Regions from separate parts of the Zea mays genome. Here region 2 is linked to region 1. The links are chromatin contacts, called in public Hi-C maps. All regions are on one chromosome and are shown on one strand. Each heading gives the region's core, a stretch centred on a gene start, on an enhancer-like site or on the middle of the called end of the contact. The rest is flanking DNA. Distances are from core to core; before and after follow the strand shown. Region 1 holds the start of LOC100193614 (glutamic dehydrogenase2). Region 2 holds the start of LOC100381336 (ELMO domain-containing protein 2).

Region 1 (4,283 bases), core at 409-2,908:
ATTTTCTATTAAAAACACAACCGATCACAATTTACAACAGTTGCTTATACACAGGTAGTTGAAACAAGCAGCAGGTATAAATTCAGCTGACTGTAGATGGTTAAAAAAAATCTGGAAATAGATAATTAGATATATCATAACAAGACATCCAGTACAGATTTTGGATAGGTTTTCACAGGTTGAACTAGCATTAGCCTTTAAGGAAGTATAAAGTTTTGGACATTCGCAAAAGGCCATTAGAAGATTGGTTGAAGAAAATTTTACTACACATTAAGTTGTTGCTTTTTTTATAGAAGTAAACCTGACTTTTATAGAAAGCTTAGAACGTTACAGTGTCAACAACTGCTGGGGAAAAAGACTACAGATTGAGCTGTTCTATGGGATATGTAACGTGTTGCCATCATAAAAAGTGATGTGAGCCGCAAATGTTTTTTTTCATTTTCTGAGGGGTCAATGTGAGAGGGAGCCGGCAAAAAAGTTTAATGTCCCGTTCTATCACAATGGCAGGAGGGAGAAATAGTGGGGGAGCTTTACAAAATGACAAGCGATGATTTAGACAGCCACAGGGGACTTGTTTAGTTTACCAACTCGAAAAGAAACAAACAGTGGCCCTGCTAAAGAGAAAAAGTGACCACAGCCAAAACATGCCTGCTTTACAATTGCTGCATTATTTGTATTTCTGGAAGAGCACACACAATAGACAGAACAGAATCGATCCCTCACCTCATTGTGATAGCGGATGCCGCCTTTCATCGGCCCGCGGGCGTTATCATGCTGCACGCGGAACCCCACGAACGTCGCCAAGCTGCCGTCGTCTTTGGGGATGGTGCATTCCACCTGTGGGGAAACCCATGAGCAAACAATTCGACCAGCACGAACGATTAATAGAGAGACGCCACAAGCAACACGGCGCCGGGGGGACCCCCACCTTGATCTCCCGGAACGGGATGAGCAGGCTCTGCTCGAGCTTGGAGTCGAGGCCGAGCAGCTTCGATGCCCGCCGGAAGTTGCGGGTGGTGGCGGCGAGCGCGTTCATCGCGGCGGCAACTTTTTCCAAGAAGAAGGTACTAGGATCACGAGGACGTGTTGTGGGTTGTGGCCGCGAAAAGGAGCCGCCTTCCCAGCACCGCGGCGGCGCCGACAGAAACAAGAAGCGCGCGCGCGCGCGCGACGACGACGACGAGAGCGAGATCCGGGCGACCTAAAAAGGGCAGGAGGCGAGGCTGGGACGAAGAAAGAAGGCGGCGCGTTTCGTCCGAGGATCGAGGAGGCAGGCCCGGCCGGGAGGGATGGAGATCGGGAGTGAACCGCCGGGATGTATTAATAGCGAGGGATCGAGAGAGAGGGGAGGTGGAGGCGGGGGCGGAGCTGGAATCAGACTGGAGGATAAGATCGACGCGCGGCGCGGGGCTGAATTCCGACTCGTGGTGAGGGGGGAGTAGAGTAAAATAGCTGGCTTCACGATCTGGGACTCCTGACCTGGGGGAAGGAGGAGAGGGAAGGAGTTCGCAAGTCAGACTGACATGTGCTCTCTCTCCGATGTTGGAGTGGGACTGGAACTTCGATTGGAGACAGCCGTACGTCTTCTTGATGACCAAACGGGATTCGCTAGTGGTGGTGCGCGCTGATGCCGGATAGGGAAGGGAGATCGAATTCAATTAGGAAAAGTTGTGGGAGAGGCCGCCACCGCGCCGAGGGAGAGTTCTTCCTCCTACGCGCCGAGTCGCCCGCCCATCCCATGGCTGGCTTGTCTCTCCTGCCTCCTTTTCCGTCCACTTACCAAAAAAAAAATCGCCTTTTGCGTGTGGGTCCCGTTTGACAGTGAAGATATTATTTCAGGGCTGGGCCGGGCCGGGCCGGACCGGCTGGCTGCCGGTGCGTCTGTGCGTGTCGAATGCCGTGTTCGAACTTTTTGGTGCTCTTTTTCGTTCGGGTGATCTCACCGAACAGAACTGAAAACGTCAAGTGTGAGTGCTTTTATTTTTATTTCTTGTCGTCGTTGCGTCGCTGGATTCTCTGCAGCCTTTGCCCGTGCAGCCAAGCATCGCCCTGACAAGGCAGGTAATGTCCAAACCTGAGCTTTGCATCGTCCTGTCATATCCACGTTGTCTTTTCAGGCTCTGTTTCAACCGTACTCCTTGCGGACGCTTGAGGTACGTAGGCATCTTGATTGCCAGACGTCCGGATGATCGTTGGCGTTGGCGCCGACCGCCATAAAGGCGAAGGAGCGCACTCGGCGCTGTGCCGTAGTGGCATCTGATCTGAGGGCTGAGGCAGGCAACAACTTCCTCGTTCACGGAGGCGCCTCCCCAGGAAAACGGCTGCCCAAATGCTTCACGGTTGCGCTTGGCCCTTGGGCATGGGAGGAGCCCGGTGGGCGGTGGCCGGTGGCGTACAGCGTACTGGCGTCTCGCCATGCCATTTGCCATTGGCACATAACATAACGGATGGTATCCATTAAAAAAGATGGGTCAGATCCGTACATCCGCTACCCGCTAGGACTCAGGAGCGGCGTATCGCACCGGCCGGCCGCCGCGTCCGCGCTGACTCGGATAAGCGCGTCCGCCTCGCCGCGTCGGCGTCATCTAGTGCTGCTCACATCCTCATCTCGAATTCTCTCAGCCAAGCCCTCGTGTCAATGGGTGGAAGGATAATCCTATTCTACTCAAGTCATCGCCACTACTCGCCAGTTCATCGCAAGGCGTGTGTGCCCACGCACGAACCCAAATCAGGTCCACCGTATCGCACACGACCTACACGTCGGCTTTAAGAGAATTCTTTTAGTACTAACAGCTAGCCTTTGCGTCAAGAGCCAACAGCTAGCCTTTGCGTCAAGGTTGACCCATCCGAATCGGAACACCACCAATCTCAAGGGAATTCCCGTGTTAAATTTGGCAGGTAGAGAGTGAGTGATGTCGCCCTGTCGAAGATCAGGTACAGTCATGCAAGAGTAAAAGGCTGTCTAGAAACTACATTATTCCCCAGCTCCCCACCATAAGGAAACGCTGAGGGCGCTGTGCTGCTAACAAATAAATGCTACAGATTGTTGGTCAACAGCCAAGGTAAAGTTTGAAAGAATTGCAAAAGAATACTTTCCCACTGCCAGTTATGGTTGGATTTTTCTGTACTTCTAGTCTGTTGTTCAAGCAGCAACGCCAACGCTTAACATCCGTGAGCTGAAAGAGGCGACTGTGTTTGTTTGCACCAGGTCTTGCATTGCTGACGGCCTGAACAGAACAACTGACACTCCAGCCTTTTGGTGGCAAGGAGCAGCTGTGCGTGCCTCGAGCAAATCGAGGAAAGGTGCTGGCCCAGATGAAACTGAAGGAGGAGCAAATAGAGAGAGACTTATACCATTGACCCCATCTTCTAGTGCCTACATATACAAGTAGCATGGCTTAGCATACAGACAGTAGCTTTCTCTGTAGAGGGTGTATCTAAGAACCAGCTGGTCGACTGCAGCAATCACATCTCACGTGTACCCAGACCACCAAAGGGATAGGCAGATTTGTGGACTGCAAGACTCAAAGCGCAATCAACAGAGCGTGAGATTAAATACACTGCTGTCTGCTTCCCCTCTTGGCTTCCAAGTTTCAACATCTGAAATGATGAAAGGGGGTTGTTCTTTCAGTCCAACTCACCGAAAACTCGACCTGCCTGTGGGCAGAGGCGAAGCTAGCACAAAAATAAAGGTGGTACACTACTCAAGGAACTTGTAAATTTTCTTGTGATATATAATAAATATTACTCAATTTACAAAGAAATTCTTGATACACCCTGGTGCCCGTGCACCAGACAAGTACTACTGGCGTCGCCCCTGTTTGTGGCCTAAAATTCGCTTCCACATAGGACCGGAGGAGTACTAACTACTAACCAATTCAGTTAAATAAAAAAAATAACAACCTCACTCGGGACCTGAGCCGTTCTTACCCTCTCTTCCTGCTTCCCTCTAGCTAGGAGGGACGAAGTCGGATTGCATTTGTTTTACTAGATGGGGATTGAGATATTGGGAGTAGAAACTGATCTCAAAGTGAGTAAACGTATTCCATGCACAATTTCAATTGAAATTAATGTGTTCCAGGAATAAAATGGATGTACACTTTACATTGCAACAGGAGTTACATATTAAATCACCTCAAGGTTCCATTCAACATTCATTTACGCAAAGGCGATCAGCGGTCTAATAATAAACACTTGAAACTTGAGTATTAATTTATGTAAACTTGATCAGCGATCTAATAATAAAACGCTTGTTGAACTTTAGCACTCATTTATGAGAAGTT
Region 2 (4,707 bases), core at 103-2,602, 300 kb before region 1:
TATAACTTTATCCATACTATTCTTGTTTAGCCACTTTAGAACAGGTCCTTCATATGATGCCCTTTTGTTCTAGGCGATAACATCTGCATGTGTCATCATCCATCTCTCTAGGATGGGATGCAGAAAATGATCTTTCTTCACTAAAACTTGCTTCCTTGTTATGTGACTTTGTGAATGGCCTTTCCCCATTTGAACATGTTCTTGTTTGGTGAAACATGAATTTCTTACCCTAATAATTCTCTTGATTGGGGTAGCCCTAATTCTTGAAGTGAGTCAAAAGGGTTCTTAGGGTATTGCTTCTTCTAGAGTGATTGCTTAATGAGATTTACATTGTCACCCTTCATAGCCTTAAATATGTCCTCTTGTTGGGTATAATAAGCTTCTTAATTGACCACTTTTGAGGACTCATGTTGTAATTCACTACAAAAGTCTCAAACTCTTTAGATAGTGAGACTAATATTAAGTGGACAACAAAGCTTTCTTCAATCCCATATAGAAGGACATACGTTTATTTGCAAAATTGGTCATCTTAAATATGTGCTCTCTTATGCCATAGTCATCATGCTTATATCACTTTCGAGGTTAGAGGAGGATGCCATATATAGAGGAGGCCCCGACGGTCGGTGTAAGTCGGGTGTAGCGGTGGCAGTGGTGCTTTTCCTCACTAACTGTGTAGGATCAGACCAGATATACATGCAGGGATGAGAAGGTATCGTCGTATCGATACATATCGGTTCGTGTACTCGTCTATGCCCTTTTAATGTACGCTATAGGCTACTTTGGGAACTCCGAATCCTCTTCGGGATTGGAGGAGATTGAGGTGGAAATGAACTAATTTCCTCTCGAATCCCCTTCAATCCCGAACGGGATTTGAGTTTTCAAACTAGCCCTATATAAAAGAGGGTCGAATAAGACCTTTTTACTGTACGTAGTGTGAAAGATAACATAACTGATAAAGTTGTACATCAACCCAACATACATCTGATCTGGATATTCGCCCATTTGGTGAAAAGGTTGATGGCCTTGATCTGTCTTTGACATATTCTATTCGTCTTTGATAAACTGATTTGTCTCTTAACATCATATTCATCAGTGAAATTCAGATCTCGCTCCTGTCCTGTCTTAGGGTTAAACACGGCATAGCAACCTGAACTAAAGACATTCATCTGATACGCCCACGGCCCATCTTTCAGCATCCACCTTGCTTGAAAGGCTCTGGGAGACTGGCACTGCCTAGGAAGGGAACGTTGCTTTCTACGCCAAAAACGTCCTCGGCTTCTCAAACTGACACCGACGCAACGCAACTGCAATAATTCGCGGGGACGGAAGCCAGGCCAAACTAGAGAAGCGCCAAGTTGCCAGCCAAACGAACAAAGCTAAAACAGGGCGGGGGCGTCCCTTCGTGGGGACAGCCCTCGTGGTCGATCCGCCCGTGGGATCTCGCGCACGCCAGGATTGGAGAGCTGCGGCCTCCCTCCGCCCCAACCAGCCATGGGTTCCCGCGTTGATTGCGGCGCTTAGACGCGGAGGAGGAGAGAGACACGGGGAGGGGGGGAGGCCGAGGCCTAGGAGGCGTAGCGCTGTGCAGGGCGCGAGCGCGTTCGTTCGGCATGGAACAGAACGCCGGCTCGTTCCTCGCCGTGCGTCGCCTCTCCGGTGGCGCCATCCACCACCATCGTCACCACTCTTCCCCGGGTACGTGCGCGGCGCCGTCGTTTGGTTGGTTACGCTGTTTGCCTTCGTGCGTGCAGAGGCTCACGGCGGTTATGGTTTTTTTTCTCCTCCCTTTCTCGTGCGCCCGCAGCTGAGGTCGTGGGCGTGTCCACTGCGTGGCTCGGTAAGGGGCTTTCATGCGTCTGCGCGCAGAGGAGGGAGAGCGACGTGCGCCTGTCCTTCGATTTGAGTCCCATTCAGGTGGAAAGCTCGCTCTCGTTCCGTCCTTTGTTGCTTATATGTCTTCGACACAGGGCGTTAGCAAATAGCAACCGAGATATAACCCTGTGGCATGTGATCATTCTGAAATATGAATGATGAAACCTCCCCTGAAAGTTTTAAATGTGAACTGGCAATATTGTCATGGCAACGTACAGGAAAACTGTTTTGAGCGTACGTGATAGAAGCGATTGTGGAAGCTGTACTGTCTTAAGCCTAATGCATGTTTAGTATTGTGATTCACCACTTCAGCAGGAAAACTGTGTCAATTTGTGTGTTGTCTAATTCATAGGACGATGAAAAATTCTTGTTCTCGTTTTGTTTCACAATTTAGTAGCCTATATGTCGACGCAGGGGTTAGAGACATTTCCTTTGTTCCTTGTGGATTGATTTCTGAGAAAAGAAATTGAGATATTAAATCGTATAAAGAGCAATTTGGATGTAAACGTATAGAGAAATTTTCATTACTTATTTTGCGATAATGGAAACATGAAGCAGTGTAGTGTCATGTCATTGTAGCATTAGTGGTTATGACACTGGGTATGTTTCTGCGATTAACATTGTGTGCCATTGCCTCCATTATTTATTAAAATTCATGGGGGCAATGAAAGTTCCTACATGAACATTTATGGTTTATTCTCTGTTCCAGGAAGAGTGCTTGAATAGGTTGCAGAACCGGATAGAGGTGCAGTATGATGGTTCAAATCTGGAGCATCAGGTACTAGCGTTAGCTGATATCACCACCTTGTTAACATTAGCATGCAACATCATACTTGAAATGCACATTTGTTCTTTGTTACTGTTGTGCTGTGATGAACTTTGGATTTTTCAAATTCAAGATGACTCTGGTGTGCTATAACATGTGTCGGTATACTTAACAGTACCGTTGCATGTACATGCTTGGGTTCAGGGAGAGGGCACTTGCATATTTCAATCCATCATTTTAACAGAGCACAACCTATTATTTTTAAAGGAGGGTATAACTCCTCAAATTAATTAGCCAATTGGTACAAATGTACAACAGTCATACGCTTTGCTTATGAATTCTTACCATTGTCAGTAATAATATGATCTGGTGCTACTGAGCCCTAAGAAATTAAAATATCTGAAATAATTTCAGCTTCATATGGGAATCTAGAGCATGTGCTTCCATCTCCTCCTCCTGAGTTCTATCTATTTTGGGTTATTTACTGTCACATATATCCATCAGAAAGCACTGGAAGCCCTTTGGCGTTCTTCTTTTCCTGGAACTGAACTTCTAGGGTTAGTATCAGACCAGTGGAAGGAGATGGGATGGCAAGGGAAAGATCCATCTACAGATTTCAGGTCTTTCATCCCTTCTTCATTCCAACATTTGCAGTTTAGCATTCATTTGATATATTTTGGACGTGTAATAATATTTTCTCTTGAACATACAGGGGCGGTGGTTTTATATCTTTGGAGAATTTACTGTATTTCTCTAGGAACTATCCAGTGAGTACAAATTACTTGACTCAACTGCTTGCTGTCATTCATCGCAAAAATTCTGTAATGCTGGATTGTGCCTCTGATGTGGCGTTAATTGATATTCATTGAGCTCGAATTTGAAAGGATACAAGGGACTTATAGTATACGTGCGCCTTGGATTTTTTACTGAAACTTTCTCCATACCCCTTGTGGTAATTGAACAGCCAATGATCCATTGATGATTTCATTAAGTAGATAAATGATCAATAGTTCATCTTGTAGACCCTTAAAAGGTCTAAGATTTATTCAGCTATGGTGCACTATATAATCAGGAAAAAAACAAATGAAAATCCAGTTACTACCACTACATTGAACTGAACCTTTTCAAATTGGGCCACTAATTCAGCTCATTGAGCCTCTTTTTCTGCAGAAATCCTTCCAGGAGCTCCTTCGTAAGCAGAATGGTGATAGAGCATTGTGGGAATATCCCTTTGCTGTAGCTGGTGTAAATATTACATTCATGCTGATTCAGATGCTTGACCTTCAAGCAGGTTCTCTTCAAACTTTTCAGCATTTATTAGTTGATCTGAACTGTGAAACTAGTTTAGCAATCACCATTAACAGTGTGAATTACTTCGACTGATTTTAATGCCTCTGCAGCTAAGCCAACGTCGTTGGTTGGAGCGGTTTTCCTAAATCTACTCTTAGGTAAGTCGTTCTTTTATTGTTACATCTGTGTAGGACTGAAATCTCACGGAACTGATATAATTAGGCTTTTTTCCAAGAAGGCCTTTCAGACTCTGACTTAGCTGAACAGTTAGTGCCTCTCATTGTTGCTGTATGCTTCTATTGGAGGTCTTCAATGGGCCTAGTTGACTTGACCAGTTGCTTCTAACGAGCATGTTTTCTTAGAAACAACTGCAGCTAAATAAGGCCAGCTGAAAATTTTACAACTGCTCTAGATGAACTCATAGTACGGCATTACTAGCGTAATGGTTAACAACTGCGTGAGAGCCTCTAGAGATATTATTAGCTTTCCATAAAATCTGAGTACGGGCAATCGTGTTTTCACATCTGACGTCTGTGTTTCCTTTTTAGAAAATGATCGAGCGTTCGACATTCTTTACTGCATAACCTTCAAACTGATGGATCAGAAATGGCTTGAAATGCACGCCAGTTACATGGATTTCAATGTACGTCTTTCCTTTCTTCTCGTATGCAATATTTCTGGCACATTCTTTGTACCAAAGCACCTTCCTTGATGACCAAATCGCGGGAACCCGCGCTGCAGACGGTTATTAAATCAACACGGCGCCAGCTCGAGAGGGA

Evidence for each region. A called contact is a pair of places that touch in the nucleus more often than the background predicts.
Region 2: a contact with region 1 is called in a Hi-C map of leaf, with 4 times the contacts expected there. The contact joins the promoter of LOC100381336 here to the promoter of LOC100193614 in region 1. A contact is called at or near these places in 4 of 25 Hi-C or Micro-C datasets (leaf and tassel) and 1 of 3 datasets of contacts at active chromatin or transcription factors (leaf).

What each region holds. Positions count from the first base shown.
Region 1 is chr10:136,649,510-136,653,792 of Zm-B73-REFERENCE-NAM-5.0, reverse strand. It overlaps LOC100193614 (glutamic dehydrogenase2), which reads right to left and starts at 1,658. Exons shown (of 9, transcript NM_001138715.1): 1 at 929-1,658; 2 at 724-837. The coding sequence starts at 1,036.
Region 2 is chr10:136,951,701-136,956,407 of Zm-B73-REFERENCE-NAM-5.0, reverse strand. It overlaps LOC100381336 (ELMO domain-containing protein 2), which reads left to right and starts at 1,352. Exons shown (of 9, transcript NM_001174204.2): 1 at 1,352-1,695; 2 at 1,805-1,914; 3 at 2,582-2,650; 4 at 3,143-3,258; 5 at 3,351-3,405; 6 at 3,809-3,929; 7 at 4,039-4,086; 8 at 4,477-4,571; 9 at 4,670-4,707. The coding sequence starts at 1,611.